Regions from separate parts of the Sus scrofa genome. Here region 1 is linked to region 2. Evidence: chromatin contacts called from public HiChIP or PLAC-seq data. All regions are on one chromosome and are shown on one strand. The core of a region is the stretch at or near the end of the contact, and the rest is flanking DNA. Distances in the headings are between cores, read along the strand shown. Region 1 overlaps MED13L (mediator of RNA polymerase II transcription subunit 13-like). Region 2 overlaps C14H12orf49 (UPF0454 protein C12orf49 homolog).

Region 1 (3,249 bases), core at 582-3,081, 81 kb before region 2:
TAATCTAAATAACAAACACAGGCATGCCTTCCATAGGTAAAACATCCTCTGCACCTCTTCTAACACTGAATATTAAAGCAGCCCATGAGAAAGTAAAACCCTAAATATATATGAATGCTACTGTGCTAATCTTCACCTGCAGAAGAAGTTACTGAAAGAATACATGTGGGATACTAGATGACTGGGCAGCCTCAAATGAGCAAAGCAACACGCAGTTGGCAAAGGTAAAATACTCTGGTCTCAGAGACCAAACTTTCTATTAAAACTTTAAGAAATTATCTCAACAGAATACTTTATCCCAAGGCTCTTCTTAATGATTACTTCAATCTAGCCAAAACTGAACCTCAGGAATATCTGACATTTGCTAGATACAGGACACAGGGCACAACTTATAACTCTACTCTTTTCCCCTTATAGTAATTTGCCTTGATTCCCAAAAGCAAAAATGCCACCCCCACTGAATGTCCCAATATCTAGTCTTACCAATTAATGGACCACTAAGTCCACCTCCACTGAAACTGTATGAAAACAAGGTACACTATAATGCTAGACTCAGAACCCAGGAAGCAACCATACAAGCAAAACAGGGAACTCTTGGCACAAATGCAGTCCTCCTTATCTGTGGATTCAATTGACCGCAGATCACATAATACTGTAGTGTTTATTTACTGAAATAAATCCATGTATAAGTGGACCCATGCAGTTCAAACCCATTTGTTCAAGGGTCAACTGTATATCCAAAAGTAGAGTTCTTCTTAGGACTTTTGCTCATCATCAATAAGATCCCTATCAGAAGGTAATAAATTTCTGACTTAAGCACAATTTAGAGCCAAAAGCAGAACTAAGAAGAAAAGACAATGACCAAAGAAGTATACCTTTTTTTTTTTTTGACCAAACCCCATGGCATGTGAAATTTCCCAGGCTAGGGACTGAATCCATGCCACAGCAGCAATGGAGCTGCTACAGTGACAATACAGGATCCTTAACCAGCTGCACCAAAAGGGAACTCCCAAAGAAGTATACTTTAAGATTTTCTCAGGAAGTTCCTTGGTGGTCTGGTGATTAGACTCAGCACTTTTACCACCATGGCCTGGGTTCAATCCCTAGTCTGGGAACTTACATCCTGCATGCTGTAGCCAAAAAAACTAAAATAAAGTAAGATTTTCTCAGGTGGCTGGCTAAACTGTTTCTAGAAGAAATTCCAAAAGAAAAGGACCAAAAAATATTACATACAATGGCATCAATATCTGACCTACTTCAAAGGGGCTTACTTTGTTTTGTTTTTGTCTTTTCTAGGGCCACACTGCAGGCTAGTGGTCCAACTGGAGCTGTAGCCACCAGCCTACACCACAGCCACAGCAACTTGGGATCCGAGCCACATCTGCGACCTATACCACAGCTCACAGCAATGCCAGATCCTTAACCCACTGAGCAAGGCCAGGGATCAAACCCCCAACCTCATGGTTCCCAGTCTCATTCGTTAACCACTGAGCCACAGCGGGAACTCCCAGAGGGGCTTACTTTGAATAAAGCTTCTCATTTGGGCAGCTGCATACCAGTTCTGGTATGACTGGCTCAAAATCAGTATTGCATAGCCTAAGGAGGTGACATTTGTCCTACTTAAAACAACCATTAAAGGAAAATAAAAATAAAGATGGTTGATAGTAACAAGCATATCAAGTAATATGCAAATTTAGCTAATTTTTTTTTTCAGGCTCTTTTTTTTTTTTTTTTGGTCTTTTTAGGGCCGCACCCATAGCATATGGAAGTTCCCAGTTTAGAGGTCAAATCAGCTGCAGCTGCCAGCCTACACCACAGCCACAGCAACACCAGATCTGAGTTGGGTCGGCAACCCACACCACAGCTCACCGCAAAGCCAGATCCTTAACCCCCTGAGCGAGGCCAGGGACCAAACCCACATCCTCATGGATACTAGTCAGGTTCATTAGAGCTGAGCCACAACAGGAACTCCCAGGCTCAATATTTTTAATCTTTTAATTTAAAAAGCACTCAAGCTACAACTAAGATTGTTCCCACTTTCTTAACATGTGTATTCTTATATCTTCATATCTTTTATTTCTCAGAGGTGTCTTACTCCTTTCCAGTGCCAACCTCATCACATGGATTCTTGACACCATTTCCAGCCAAACTTGTTTGGGTAATTATCAACTTTTCTTATATCTTTCATCTTTCTTTTTGTCTCTCCACTATTGTTCTTCCCAAGTCTACAAATACAAATGAAGCTCTTGCCTTCTGAAAAACTTCCTTCAATTCGCACCTTTCAATCTCTTAGCCTCCCTACTCTCATATCACTGCTTGCTTCACAATCAACCTTCAACCGAAGAGTGTATCATTCATTCATTCCACAGGCCACTGTAATCCAGATTCTACCCTCAACTGTCAAATGTAATGATTTCAATTAAGCACCAAATTGCCCAAAGAGCAAACTTCCTCAGCTTTCACTCCTCACCTCCCCACATCAAGATCCACCACAACTGTCTTTGAAAAATCATGAATATTCTTTTTAAAAATTTTTACGTCATGGAGTTCCCGTCACAGCTCAGTGGTTAACAAATCCGACTAGGAACTATGAGGTTGCGAGTTCGATCCCTGGCCTCGCTCAGTGGGTTAAGGATCCAGAGTTGCCATGAGCTGTGGTGTAGGTTGCAGACGCAGCTCGGATCTGGCACTGCTGTGGCTCTGGCATAGGCCGGCAGCTGTAGCTCCAATTGGACCCCTAGCCTAGGAACCTCCATACGCTGCGGGTGCAGCTCTAGAAAAGACAAAAAAAAAAAAATTTATGTCAGATAAAGAAAATTATACTGTCTAGTGAAGTAACAGGTAACATATACATTCATAACTTAAATGTCTAGACTTCATTAGAAGTAATTCTGGGCCAAAATCTAATTTGTTTAAAATGCACAAAATTTAGGAGTTCCTGTCTTGGCACAGATGGAAATAAATACGACTAGGAACCATGAGGTTGCCAGTTTGATCCCTGGCCTTGCTCAGTGGGTTAAGGATCTGGCATTGCCATGAGCTGTGGTGTAGGTCACAGACACAGCTCAGATCCTGAGTTGCTGTGGCTGTGATGTAGGCCAGCAGCTGTGGCTCTGATTAGACCCCTAGCCTGGGAACCTCCATATGCCATGCGTGCGGCCCTAAAAAAATAAATAAATAAAGCAAAAAAAAATAAAAAATAAAATGCACAAAATTTAAAGAAGGATAGGTTATATAGTTCAACAATTT
Region 2 (3,266 bases), core at 489-2,988:
GGTTCATGTGAGAAAAACCAGGGATGGAGTCAGGGAAGTTAGGAGGACCATCAGAGCCCCAGTGAAGAAGAGAGGGAAGGAAGGTCTTGTGGGAAGCATCCTAGACCACTGCGCATCTAGGGAAGGCTTGGCAAGGCCCTTGGAGTACAGCTGCTGTGCTCAATCGTGGGCTGGGAGCAGCATCTCCGGCAATATCAGAACCAGCACTGCAGCCCTTGATCAGTTAAGCCCTGTGGTATGAGGTCCTCAACACACATTGTCATGATTGTTCCACCTCTCTTCATAGTTAGGGTGGCTCCTGTGTCAGGTTCAGTTCTTTGAGTGTTTAGAGTAGGGGTTTCTGCACAGCTTTTGGGTATAGTAGACAATCAAAGAGATAATTTTCATGCTAAAGTATTTCAGTTGCTGAGCTATTTCAATAGTTTGTGAAGACCATTGGGGTAAATATTTAAAAATCAAGACAGAGCTTCTCAAGTGTAGTCCTCTTCTGGCAGAAAACACTTGGGATACCTGTTTAAATGTCTTTATTTCTGCCTAGACCTGTCAAATCAAAACCTTGGGAGTTGAGAAACAGAGCTCTATCAGATGCCATATTTGTTTTTTTTGTTGTTGTTGTTTTTTTTTTTTTTTTTGTCTTTTTGTCTTTGTTGTTGTTGTTGTTGCTATTTCTTGGGCCGCTCCCACGGCATATGGAGGTTCCCAGGCTAGGGGTCCAATCGGAGCTGTAGCCACCAGCCTACGCCAGAGCCACAGCAACGCGGGATCCGAGCCTCGTCTGCAACCTACACCACAGCTCGCGGCAACGCCGGATCGTTAACCCACTGAGCAAGGGCAGGGACCGAACCCGCAACCTCATGGTTCCTAGTCGGATTCCTTAACCACTGCGCCACGACGGGAACTCCCAGATGCCATATTTGTTGATAGCACAAAGTAAAGGGAAGCTTGTTTGAGATTATTTACACCAGATCCAAATTAAATGATACCTAAGTGAAATGTAACTACATTTTAATATCGAAATCTTCCTACTTTCTTTTCTTTGCCATCAGTAGCTACATACACCCTTCTGCTTCAAATCCTTCTGTTTTCCAAGTCCTCCTTTCAGACAGCTGGGAAAAAAAAGTTACAACAGTCTCGGAAAACTGGGCTTCAGAGAAAGCAGTAAGATTACTCAATTGTTTCCCCTTTGTTAATTTGAGGCTCTTAAATTATGCATGTTGTTGTGCTCACATTTGCATGTTCAATTCACATGCCTGAGCTACCAGTCAGCAAGATAAAATCAGGCATAATAATTTAAATAACCTGTGTCTGATTTCTCCTCACCCAAATTTCGGGGCTGACAGTCCTTGAGACAAAGAATAGATAATTAAATCACTTGGGAAATGCAAGGGAGGTGCTGGTGGAGTCAGGAAAGGAAGGACGGGGTCAAGGAGCCACCTCCTGCTTCCATCCCTTCTGGACTGCCAACACTTTCTCCTTCCACACCCCACTGGATTTCATAACCTCCACGAGGCCCCTTTCCCAGAAAGGACTGACTGTCTTGATTCTGATCCTTGGGCAAGAAAGGCCAGGAGTGGAGTTTGTCCCTCTGCCTGATGTGGGTAACCTTGAATATAAAGAAACCACCACAATACAGATGGTCCTGAAATTTGAACCAATGCAAGGCAATATGCAGATTAGGAACTTGGAGCCACCGGCCCATTGGCTGATTGCTAGCGTGACGTCACAAAGGCCCAGCCCAAACGTGGCCAGAAGTGCTGTGGGCAAGTTTCTGGACTAGTTTGAAAAGGTTTTATTATTATTTCTTGTATGTGTGAGTCCCCTTTTTAAAAAAAGTGAGCTGGTGCTGGTTTTCTGAATTTCCTGTGTTACGGGAAAAAAAAAAGTGCTCATGTACAGCCAGAGCTGAAGGGCTCAGAGCGGAAGAGCATTTTGTTCTCTGTGTGGCGGCTCTGTCCCTTTACTTAGGGTTGACTGGGGTTTTGAACAAAAAATGACATGAGGGAAAGCTGTGAATTCCAAGTAAGCTATGGGGATTTCATGAACCTCTGCAGCTTGGTGGTTTCTGAGAAGCCCCAGCCTGACCCAAACTCTTTGAGCCAGCTAGTGGAAGTCTTTGGCTGTGATCTTGACTCCAAAGCTAAAGAAACAGTCATAAGAGGTTGGGGGACCCCTGACTTTTCCCTACCTCTATTCCAGGTTCAAGGCAAAGAAGGAATCAAGTTCTCTGACTTGTGAGCTTCTGGCAATTGGCCTCTCAATGTGAAGTTTCCAATTTCAATACCTCTGAAGAGCTGAAGTCATTAGAATGGAGAAAGAAAGCTTCTATAGAGATAACAAAATAGATAACGTCAAGCTTCACACGCCCTGAAAGCTTGTCTTTCCCAAACCGCTGCCCTTGAAATGTCTGGTGGCTCCTATTTGGTCTCCTAGGGCCACTGGTAATTTTTCCAGCATCACTCACCACAGGGAATCTCCCCCTTTCCAAATTGGCACAGGTAGAGATGTAATGCAGCTGAAATGTTTTGGGGTGAGAGGGGCAGGAGGAGACATTCTATGTTGTTTGTTTGGTTTGTCCACATACGTTTTTTTTTCTTGGTTGTGCTCACAACATGCCGAAGTTCCTAGGCCAGAGATAGAACCCGTGCTATAGCAGTAACCAAAGCCACAGCAGTGGCAATGCTGGATCCTTAACCTGCTGAGCCACCAGGGAACTCCTGTCCAGATTCTTTTTTTTTTTAGGGCTGCACTCTTGGTATATGGAGGTTCCCAGGCTAGGGGTCAAATTGGAGCTACAGCTGCCATCCTACACCACAGCCACAGCAACACCAGATCCAAGCCGCATCTGTGACCTACACCACAGCTCACAGCAACGCTGGATCCTTAACCCCTAAGTGAGCCCAGGGATTGAACTGGCATCCTTATGGATACTAGTCAGATCTGTTTCCACTGCACCACAAAGGGAACTCCCCAGATACCATTTTATCTCCTGGTAATACCATCCATTTTTTTCCTTTGGGGTATCATCCCACCCTCACAGCCTTACTCTAGATGGAAGAGGATCCCTTGTCCCCAACTCTGGAGGTGGACACGTGTTCCCAGGCCTGGCCAATCTGTGATTCCCATTCTCCTGGCTACACAGTGACTGATCGGGACTGGGCATGTCATGCACATGAGGTCCGGTGATGGTCAATCCTGGGACCATGATAGGAACTCTCTGGGAATAGGGGCTCTCTTTTCTCACTGAGATTGCTAAACTTATAGGAGGC

The links. HiChIP or PLAC-seq counts read pairs in DNA pulled down with a chosen protein or histone mark.
Region 1: a contact with region 2 is called in an H3K27ac HiChIP or PLAC-seq map of alveolar macrophages. The contact joins two enhancer-like sites. A contact is called at or near these places in 1 of 5 promoter capture datasets (fetal liver), 3 of 47 Hi-C or Micro-C datasets (fetal liver, fetal skeletal muscle and fibroblasts) and 2 of 2 datasets of contacts at active chromatin or transcription factors (alveolar macrophages and skeletal muscle).

What each region holds. Positions count from the first base shown.
Region 1 is chr14:36,073,788-36,077,036 of Sscrofa11.1, reverse strand. All of the region lies in intron 1 of MED13L (mediator of RNA polymerase II transcription subunit 13-like), which reads right to left. Among named protein-coding and RNA genes, the nearest start is that of MED13L, 14 kb to the right of the region's middle. Within about 2 kb of position 1,831, at least 1 of the 83 cell types and tissues checked has an H3K27ac peak or open chromatin away from gene starts, as enhancers often do. A contact at or near this core is called in alveolar macrophages, where this site is marked.
Region 2 is chr14:35,992,318-35,995,583 of Sscrofa11.1, reverse strand. The region is part of intron 5 of C14H12orf49 (UPF0454 protein C12orf49 homolog); the gene reads right to left. Among named protein-coding and RNA genes, the nearest start is that of MED13L, 68 kb to the left of the region's middle. Within about 2 kb of position 1,738, at least 38 of the 83 cell types and tissues checked have an H3K27ac peak or open chromatin away from gene starts, as enhancers often do. A contact at or near this core is called in alveolar macrophages, where this site is marked.